Linked DNA regions of Sus scrofa: region 1 is linked to region 2. The links are chromatin contacts, called in public HiChIP or PLAC-seq maps. All regions are on one chromosome and are shown on one strand. The core of a region is the stretch at or near the end of the contact, and the rest is flanking DNA. Distances in the headings are between cores, read along the strand shown. Region 1 has its middle 16 kb from the start of CHRNA9. Region 2 has its middle 16 kb from the start of RHOH.

Region 1 (5,263 bases), core at 1,264-3,763, 120 kb before region 2:
CTGTTGGCCATCACAAATCAGCCTATCTTCATTCAACACCCTACGGGGACCAAAGATCCTTCCTTGAAGGTTCTGGGAAATGACCCTTATGGGAATCCTCTTTGATGATGCTTCTTGGGTTTCCCAGCTTGCTTGTCCAACACAGCATCTGTTCTTCATTTTTTTTTTTTTTTGGTCTTTTTGTCTTTTTAGGGCTGCACCCTTGGCATATGGAGGTTCCCAGGCTAGGGGTCCAATCGGAGCTATAGCCCCTGGCCTACACCAGAGCCACAGCAACACGGGATTGGAGCCGCGTCTGCGACCTACACCACAGCTCACTGCAAGGCTGGATTCTTAACCCACTGCATGAGGCCATGGATCAAACCCCAGTCCTCATGGATGCTAGTCAGGTTCATTAACCGCTGAGCCACGATGGAGCTCCTGTTCTTCATTTTTAAATTACTACTAATAGGAGTTCCCATCGTGGTTCAGTGGTTAACGAATCTGACTGGGAACCATGAGGTTGAGGGTTCAATCCCTGGCCTTGCTCAGTGGGTTGGGATCCGTCGTTGCCATAAGCTGTGGTATAGGTCACAGATCCTGAGTTGCTGTGACTCTGGTGTAGGCCGGTGGCTACAACTCCGATTCAACCCCTAGCCTGGGAACCTCCATATGCTGCGGGAGTAGCCCTAGAAAAGGCAAAAACACCAAAAAAAAAAAAAAAAATTACTACTACTAATCAACAACAGGAACCATGGCTGATGTTTACGGAGGGCTTACCACATGCTTGTCATTTTAATAAGAGAAGCTGATAAATATGACCTTGAAAGGTCTTGGCTTCGGAGTTCCGTGACGGTCAAACTTTCTTGGCTTTTGGTTTTTGTTTTCTAGATTTCTGGGAAATTCACCCTCATCCACCCCCTCCTTCAATATTGGATTCCTCAGATTCAGTCCTAGGCCCAAAAGATTTCAGTCTTTTGGTCAAAGTATCAGAAAGTCTTAGCAGTTAAAGTCTCAAACTATAAGAAAAGAAGGGGAGAGATAGGGGGTTCCAAGAGGATAAATGAATTGCATAACCAAAGAGGAATGCCAACTGCAAGCTTGCTCCCTCATCTCCAGGTAGATGAATTCTTTGTATTAGTGCTTCTCAACTTTAAAATGCAGTCAAATCACAGCAGGAAGTCTTGTTAAAATGCATGTTCTGAGGGGGTTCCCATTGTGGCTCAGTGGGTTAAGAACCTGACATAGTGTCTTGTGAGAATGTGAGTTCAACCCTCACCTCGCTCAGTGGGTTAAGGATCTGATGTTGCCTCAAGCTGGGGCATAGGCCGTGGATGTGGCTCAAATCCCGAGCTGCCGTGGCTGTGGCGTAGGCCGACAGCTGCAGCTCCAATTCAAGCCCTAGCCCGGGAACTTCCATATGCCGCTGGTGTGGCCCTAAAAAGGAAAAAAAAAAAAAAAAAAGCATATTCTGAGCCTGCTGATCTGAAGTGAGATTCTTCATCTACATGATGCTCGATGCTGTGATCTATGGGCCACACTTGGAGTAGCCAGGCTCTAGATGATGCCATCACTTTAATAAGGTATTCATAAAGCATATCTACATTGCCAATTACATCAACAGATCAGATCAACATATTAAAATGACTGAATTATGGGATGGGGAATATAGATTGTGAAAATTCTAAAGAATATCTGCCTTTGGATTCCAAACCTCAAAATCAATGTGAACTTAAAAAAGACTTAAAATTTCCAAGACATCAAAAATGAGACTTGATTGTTTTTTTTGATTGTTTTTAAAAGGCTCAACCTGAAGGCTCGTGGCGCAGACTTGAATTGCTAGGTCTAGTTTTCTCACTAAGAATCAATCATTTGGTAACTTAGAATCTGCAACTTTGGCTCTTCTGAAATCTCTTGGTATGGGGGGGAGGTGATGCATAGATTATCGCAACCACAAATTGATACAGAACTAGAAATTCCAGGAAGATACAAAATAAAAATAAGAATTAAAATTGGCCAACAATAGCAACGAATAAATAACCTTAAATCCATGGTAGTAGTAACTTAAAAATACATTTTACATGATAATTTATGTAATTATTGCAATAATTAACATGTGTTTTGTCAGCTTTTTAAGGTGTTTGATGCATTTATGAAAATCCAATGTGTTCATGTTATGATTTTAATTAGATGGATCAGAGAAGTAATTTAGGCTTGCAATCAATGCTTCAATGTTTGGGGGAAATTAATTTTTTTAATCATAAGTGTTGCTTTATTAGTTATATATGTTCCAGATAGAGGGAAAAACTGACTGTTAAAAATTTTAAAGGATGCTAATTACTTAATAAATTTACAAGACAGTATGACTGAGTCTCTTAGTGTATCAGACACTCCGAGTTCCCTCCCAAAGAGACTTCTGCAGTTCCTTCTTCCCGAAGGTGCTTTCCCCATTTCCCATGTCTATTTCTGTCTCAGCGCCCTTGATGACTCTTAGCCTTGGTCATGACCTCCATACCACTGTAATCCGCCCAGCCCTAAGATGTTGTTAGTATTATCTCGTTGGACAGAGGAGGAAGCAGGCTTGGAGATAGCCGAGTGACACATCCAAGTGGCAGAGCTGGGATGGAACCAGAGACTCCTAAGCACATGGTCATTATGATTATACTGAATATAATAGACAGTGATCTCTAGTGCGGAATGGCAACGCTGCTCAGGGAGCCAGCTGTGGTCTGTAAGGGCAAAGTCACACAAGGACAAGAACTCCCAGAGCTTTCCCTGAAAAGATATGGAACAAACCATTAAACACTGGTTTTGTTTTTTTGTTTTTTTGCTTTTTAGGGCCACAAGTGGGGCACATGGACATTCCCACACTAGGCATTGAATCAGTGCAGCCACAGCCACAGCAATGGGGGATCTGAGCCTTGTCTGTGACGTATGCCACAGCTTATAGCAACGAGGGATCCTTTACCCACTGAGCGAGGCCAGGAATCGAACCCACAACCTCAAGCATATCAGTTGGGTGAACACACTGAGCCACAACAGGAACTCTGAACACTGCTTCTTTGAAGGACCGATTGTGGGAGAATGCAATGAAAAAATATGCCTGTGACTTAGGCCTTAATGTAAATCATGCCACTTGCCCTTTACAAAATTTGTGAGCTGATAAGAAACCAAAACCACTGCAAAGTGATATTTCCTCTTTTTAGACAGCATAACACAGTAGTTATTTGTTTGCCTCTGAAAGGATTCTGTGCTCAGACTGTATTCAAATCTTGGAAGCGCCATTTCTTAGCCGAGGGGCCTTGGGTAAGTCACTTAAACTTTGTGTTCAGTTTACTCATCTCCAAAGGAGGCATAATAAAGGACCTATCATGAGGTTGTTTTGAGGTTAGAATGAACTTAAAACTGTGGCTGTATCTCTAAAAGTAGGTAGCAAACATTTATTACATGTCTGATAATCTATTATAGACACCTAACCAGTTAGCTGAGAAAATGGTACTTGAATCCAGGATATTAGACGCTCAGCTCTTTTGCACCAGATTAGACCCCTGCCTTATCCACTGTGGCTGGACCTCGCTAACATTTGTTCCCTGCAGGCACAAGATGCCTGCTCTCTGCCCCTCTTCCTCGCTTCTGCTGCTGCATTTCTTTTCACTGTGTAATTGAAAACCCGAATGCACAAGGTCTATTTATAGCTGGAAAAAAATTAGTGTTATTTAGCCTGAGCTTTTCTGCAACCATCAGTCCATTACTGTAAGAGCATCCACATTTACATTGCAACATCATTCTGTTTTCCCAGTGCCCTGTAATCATTAATTAGCTACTCCAAACAATGTTTATTGAATGTCTGCAGAGAGAGAAGCCTGAGCCAGCCTTCCTCCATCAGAAACCAGCATCCTCCTGGAGCTCAGCTTTCCACACACCAGTCACTTACTGGGCAGCTCTACTTGGATGTCCCACATGCAATTTTTTCTTTCTTTCTTTTCTTTTTTTCTTTCTTTCTTTCTTTTTTGGCTGCCTCAAGGCATATGGAGTTTCCACATATGCTTCAGTTCCAACCTATGCTGCCACTACTGCAATGCTGGATCCTTTAACCCACGGTGCCGGGCCGGGGATCAAACCTGTGCTCTGGGGCTGCAAAAAAACGCCACTGATCCCATTGCACCACAGCAGAAACTGCCCACCTGCAATTTAGACATGGCCAACATTTCATTCACCTTCCCCCGACCTTCTTCTATAGCCCCCTCACGTGTTCCTGATTTTGGTGAGTGGGCCAGCCTGCTCATCATCCCATGCCCAAACTGGGAGTGTCCTAGACTCCCCCCTACACCACCACATCCCATCTGTCACCAGGCTTCATCATGCCCATCTGTTAAAGCCATGCCACCCTTCTTATCTCTCCTGACCCATGACCAGGTACTATGACCTGGATTACTGGGATCACCTGCCTCAGGGCTGGTCCCTCTGCTTCAGGCTCTTTCTCCTCGAGTCTGGCCTTCATGTCATCATTACACAGATATTTTCAAATCTGAGTGTATTAACCCCCTTCCCATGTGAAACCCTCCCACCCTCCCCCTTTATCCACACGATGAAGCACCGTCCTAAGGAGACAAGGGCATTCATATTTTCAGCACTGCCTTCCCCCCAGACTCATGTCAGGCCATCCCTACACGGTTAATGACAAGGTGGAAGGAGTTCCTGTCATGGCGCAGTGGTTAACGAATCCGACTGGGAACCATGAGGTTGCGGGTTCGATCCCTGGCCTTGTTCAGTGGGTTGGGGATCCGGCGTTGCCGTGAGCTGTGGTGTAGGTCACAGACGTGGCTCGGATCATGCATTGCTGTGGCTCTGGTGTAGGCCAGAGGCTGCAGCTCCGATTCAACCCCTAGCCTGGGAACCTCCATATGCCGCAGGTGCGGCCCTAAAAAGACCAAAAAAACAAAAACAAAAAGACAAGGTGGATTGCCTGCCCCCCTTCCTGCCTCCACGCCTTTGTTGTGCAGGTTGTTCCTCAGCCTGGAACAGGCATCCTGCCTTGCCTGACCCATGAACAGCTTCTCCTCTTTCTTCCTCTTTTTCTTTTTCTGTCTCTTTTTAGGGCCACACCCATGGCACATGGAGGTTCCCAGGCCAGGAGTGGAATCGGAGCTACAGCACCAGCCTACACCACAGCCACAGTAACACAGGATCCAAGCCACATCTGCCACCTACACCACAGCGCACGGCAACACGGATCCCTAACCCACAGAGCGAGGCCAGGAATTGAACCTGTGTCCTTATGGAT
Region 2 (4,810 bases), core at 1,405-3,904:
CACACACACACAGCAAAAACCTGACTTTTTTGATGGTCATAGGAGAAAAAATGATATAACTGGAGGTAGCCTTAAAGAGAGCCAAATCTTACACGACACAAACGCGGGCACAGAGGACAGGTAATGAGAGAATTTGTCTCATTAAAAAAGTCACATATCCTCAGTCAACTTAACTGAGGTGGGATTACAGACAAGTTTTCCTAAACTCTGAAAAAATGCTCAAGGGCAAGTTGGCCTGATTGCAAGGATGCCCTCTGCTGATGGTGAGAGTAGAACTAGATACAGGTGGAGACAGATGCAGAGCTAGGGGAGCAAATAGACAACATCAGGGAAATGCCAACGGGACCTACTCCCCAAGACACCTGCAGAGAAAACTAAGTGGTGCTTTTAGAAAACATGATGGATTCAATATAATCATTCATTCATTTAGTCGTCAAACATGAATATGGGCCATTGGGGGTATTGGGAGATTATAATATAGTCAGGAAGGTTGTAGAGAAATGGTCACTTGCACAGACTTAAATACAGCTGAATTGAATTGATCTACACCCACTATATTAGTTTGCTAGGAGTGCCATAACAAAGTGCCACAAACTGGGCGGCTTAAAACAGCAGAAATGTATCATTCATGGATCTGGAAGCTAGAAGTCCAAGATAAAAATCCAAGGCCCAGCAGGGTTGATTTCTTTTGAGTCCATGAGGGAAGGGTCTGTTCCAAACCCATCTCAGTTGTAGATGGCCCTCTTCTCTCTGTTTCTTTTCTTTTTTTTTTTTTTTTTTTTTTTGCCTTTTAGCCTTTTCTAGGGCCGCTCCCTCGGCATATGGAGGTTCCCAGGCTAGGGGTCGAGTTGGAGCTGTAGCCGCTGGCCTACACCAGAGCCACAGCAACGCGGGATCTGAGCCACATCTGCAACCTACACCACAGCTCACAGCAATGCTGGATCCTTAACCCACTGAGCAAGGCCAGGGATTGAACCTGCAACCTCATGTTCCTAGTTGGATTCGTTAACAACTGAGCCACGACAGGAACTCCTCCCTGTGTTTCTTTACATTATATTCCCTCTATGCATATCTCTGTCCAAATTTCCCTTTTTATAAGGACACCAGTATATTGGATTAGGGACCACCCAAGCCACCATATTTTAACTTGATTGTCTCTATAAAGACACCATCTCCAAATTAGATCATTTTGTAGATACTGGGAGTTAGGACTTCAACATATGAATTTGAGGAGAATAAAATTCAACACAAAACACCCAGTCACATTTTAGGAGACAATCCAAAATTAAGCCCAAACATCACCAGACATGGTGCCTGGAGATCATCACCCAACACTATCCCTGGGAGCAAAGATAGCAGGGGTACCACTCACAGAAGCAATAGGTAAGGTACAAGATGGCACTCCCATCCTGCCCCGGGGGGCTGGCAGCCTTCTCCTGCAGCTCAAATCCCATCTTCCTGTCTAGTTCCCGGCAGCAGGGATCGGCCCACAGCAGACACGGACAAGGATAGCATGTTCTTCATTTTGGAGGGCTTTGCCAAGGGCAGAAGACAGGTTGAGAAAAGTGGAAACCCAGACCTCTAAATTTGCAACCCAGTAGGATGGCCAAACACATCTAAATGCCTCTATCAAACCCCAGTGTAAATGATAAGCTCATCACACTGAACACCACTAAATAAAACATGCCCATCAGCTTTTGCTGAAATATGAAAATTGAATTCTCAAGTTCCAAAAAAAAAATGAAATCTCTCAATTGTAAACATATAGAATATATATTTCATGTCACTTTTTCCCTAGTTTCAAGCCCTTTCCAAACACCAAGGAGGAAATAAAGTAAAAAAAAAAAAATCACTGAACAAAATGAGGATGTTTGAAATACAGTTGCAATGTCTTAAATGACCCATGACATATTAACTCAATCATTTAAGTTAATGCATAACTCGACATAGCTATTGAAGAGGAAATGATCTTATTGGTAGCATCTGGCCAAAAATACACACTGAAAAAATATGCATGGTCAACAATTTCCAATGAAAACACAAAAATGCATGAGGTCCGCTGAGTTCACTTGTCTACACTTATTAGAAGTCTACCTAGTTCATTTTCTGTTCTATTTGTAATCTTTAGATGTATCACCACAATGAACTCTTACTTTGGGATGATAGTGTGTATAAATATAGTGAGTAGGCAAAAGAAAAAAAAATGTTAAGGTTAATGATTGAGGGTGGATTAGAGTGAAGACTCCAGGTAAGCCAGTTGCTAAAATTTGGTGCAAAAAAAGACACAAGGGTTCCCCATGAGGTTGCAGGTTCAATCCCTGGCCTTGCTCAATGGGCTAAGGATCCAGTGTTGCCTTCAGCTGTGGTATAGTTCGTAGACGCGGCTGGGATCTGGCGTTGCTGTGGCTCTGGTATAGGCCTGCAGCTAAAGCTCTGATTTGACCCCTAGCCTGGGAACCTCCATATGCCGTGGGTGCAGCCCTAAAAATACAAAAAAAAAAAAGATTCAGGGGTTCCCTTTAATCTCTCAAAGCCATCTGATTAGTATTCTGTGCCTCATCAGAAGTAGGAAACAAAGGAAAGCTACATAAAGCTTTATCTACCAGTGGACTCTTGATGAAGTCGTGCCGGGTTCATGGGCTAATTTCTGACCCCTAGTGGTAAAGTCGAAATAAGGTCCTCAAATATATCACAACTCCATTCTGAATTATTGCTACCACTGGGAAGAGAGCCCATCCCTAAAGGATCAAGAGGAAGAGAGTCATCCACAGTCTCGGAGGGCACTGGTCTCCCAGACCCTAGGTGGTTCTGGGATGTGAGTGAACTCCTTGGCCAACTTACACTTCAGCGTGGATTTCAGCCTCGTGCAATCAAGCCTTACCCAAGACCTCCAGACAAAGCAACAGTCCTTGGGTTTGTGTTCAGATTCGTTTCCTTTCCCCCACCTCTTCAGAATATTAGTGATTAGAGAAAACCCAAAAACAAGCAAAGCAAGGAAAGAAAGGTGTAGCTAATCAGTGACCATGTATAAGTGCTAAAAAGCACAGCCACATCCCTTGCTCACACGTACCAAAGTGTTTCCAAAAAAGAAAGCAATACTGATTACTCCAAAGGGACTGTAACATTCAGATATCTGAAAGTAATCCTTCCACTCTCATGTATCACTAATTAGACTCAACATTTTGAAACCATAAAGTGGATGTAACTACGTCGACATGGGCCCCATAGGCCAGCGATGACACCAACACAAGAAAAAGTAATAGCAGAGCAAATATAAAATTTCAGGAGAAACGTCAAGAAAATCAAAACTATCTTTCCGGGTGACAACAGGGAGAATCACTTTGACTCAAGTCTATTTCTGTTAATAAAAACAATAAAATAGGGAATTCCCCAATCTTAATTATCAGCGCTTCATAGAAACAATGCCACTTGTGAAGTTCACAACACCTGGTTCATATCACAGCCCTTTCCACTGTTCTCAATTTTGTCTCCAGAATCCACGTACACACCCAACACTGCCAAACTCACTCTCCACATTTTGTATCTACTACTAGCTCTTTCTTATACTTGAATGCGGATAAATAGATATGAGTGTACTTTTGTCTTTTTATTTTTTGTTTTTTGTCTTTTGTCTTTTTAGGACTGTACCTGAGGCATATGGAGGTTCTCAGGCTAGGGGCTGAATCGGAGCTGTAACCACTGGCCTATGCCACAGCCACAGCAATGCCAGATCCGAGCCACATCTGCAACCTACAACATGGCGTCTGCAAATTACACCACAGCTCACAGCAATGCCAGATCCTTAACCCACTGAGCAAGGCCAGGGATCGAACCTGAGTCCTCATGGATGCTAGAGCCGCAACGGGAATTCCTCTTTTTCTAATCTTTTAAGATGAACACAGTGTCCTTGTATTTATTTTTTTTTCTTTTGGCTGCCCCATGGCATGTGGAAATTGCCTGGCTGGGGATTGAACATGCACCACAGCAGTGACCTGAGCCACAGCAGTGACAACACTGGATCCTTAACCTAAGCTACCAAAGACTCCTGAGTTCTTATATTTCTAATCTTTGTCTGCATACAGATTTCACTGGGTCTTGTAGGTTTGGTTTTGTTGCATTTCCCTTTTTCACTTTAGTTTACAATTTCAACTTTAGTTTCTAATTTGAAGCAAGGAGTATTTAGGAGATAGTCTCTTTTTTGGGGTAGATGTTTTTACCCAAATTTTTCATTTCAGTATTTGTTTGTTGAGGCATAATTGATATACAACATTACATTAGTTTCAGGTGTAAAACACAATGATTTGACACCTGTACATACTGTAAAGTGATCATAGGAAAGTAGCCTTAAATTTCAAATAATTGGTTAAATTATCTTTTAAAAAATTATTTCTAATTTCATTAATTTACTTCTAATTTCATCAAATAGTACAACCTGTAAAAATCTCTACTTTAAATTTTACCGTTTTTTGTGACAAAGTTTATGACCAGTTTTTATGTATAGCCAATGGCCACTTGAAAATATAAATAAGCATTCTCTGCTTGAAGAATGTAAGATCCTGTATATATTTATTAACACATATATGTTATTATATTAATCTTCATATGGTTTTTCTCATTTTTCCCCTACTAGATCTGGTCCAGTTCTGAAAGAGGTATAAATAAATAGATAAAAACCTACTCTAATTTTATTTTTATGATGTTGTCCTTACATATATTTAGTTGTCCATACATTTATGTCCTTATAATATTTCACTATTACATTGTTTGATACATACTTCATATGTTATATAGAAAATGTTTTTCTTTTTTC

The links. HiChIP or PLAC-seq counts read pairs in DNA pulled down with a chosen protein or histone mark.
Region 1: an H3K27ac HiChIP or PLAC-seq map of alveolar macrophages shows a contact between it and region 2. The contact joins two enhancer-like sites. A contact is called at or near these places in 3 of 5 promoter capture datasets (fetal liver and liver), 14 of 47 Hi-C or Micro-C datasets (alveolar macrophages, blood, embryonic fibroblasts and 7 more) and 2 of 2 datasets of contacts at active chromatin or transcription factors (alveolar macrophages and skeletal muscle).

The regions. Positions count from the first base shown.
Region 1 is chr8:31,424,156-31,429,418 of Sscrofa11.1, reverse strand. No RefSeq gene overlaps it. Among named protein-coding and RNA genes, the nearest start is that of CHRNA9, 16 kb to the left of the region's middle. Within about 2 kb of position 2,513, at least 14 of the 83 cell types and tissues checked have an H3K27ac peak or open chromatin away from gene starts, as enhancers often do. A contact at or near this core is called in alveolar macrophages, where this site is marked.
Region 2 is chr8:31,302,750-31,307,559 of Sscrofa11.1, reverse strand. No RefSeq gene overlaps it. Among named protein-coding and RNA genes, the nearest start is that of RHOH, 16 kb to the left of the region's middle. Within about 2 kb of position 2,654, at least 5 of the 83 cell types and tissues checked have an H3K27ac peak or open chromatin away from gene starts, as enhancers often do. A contact at or near this core is called in alveolar macrophages, where this site is marked.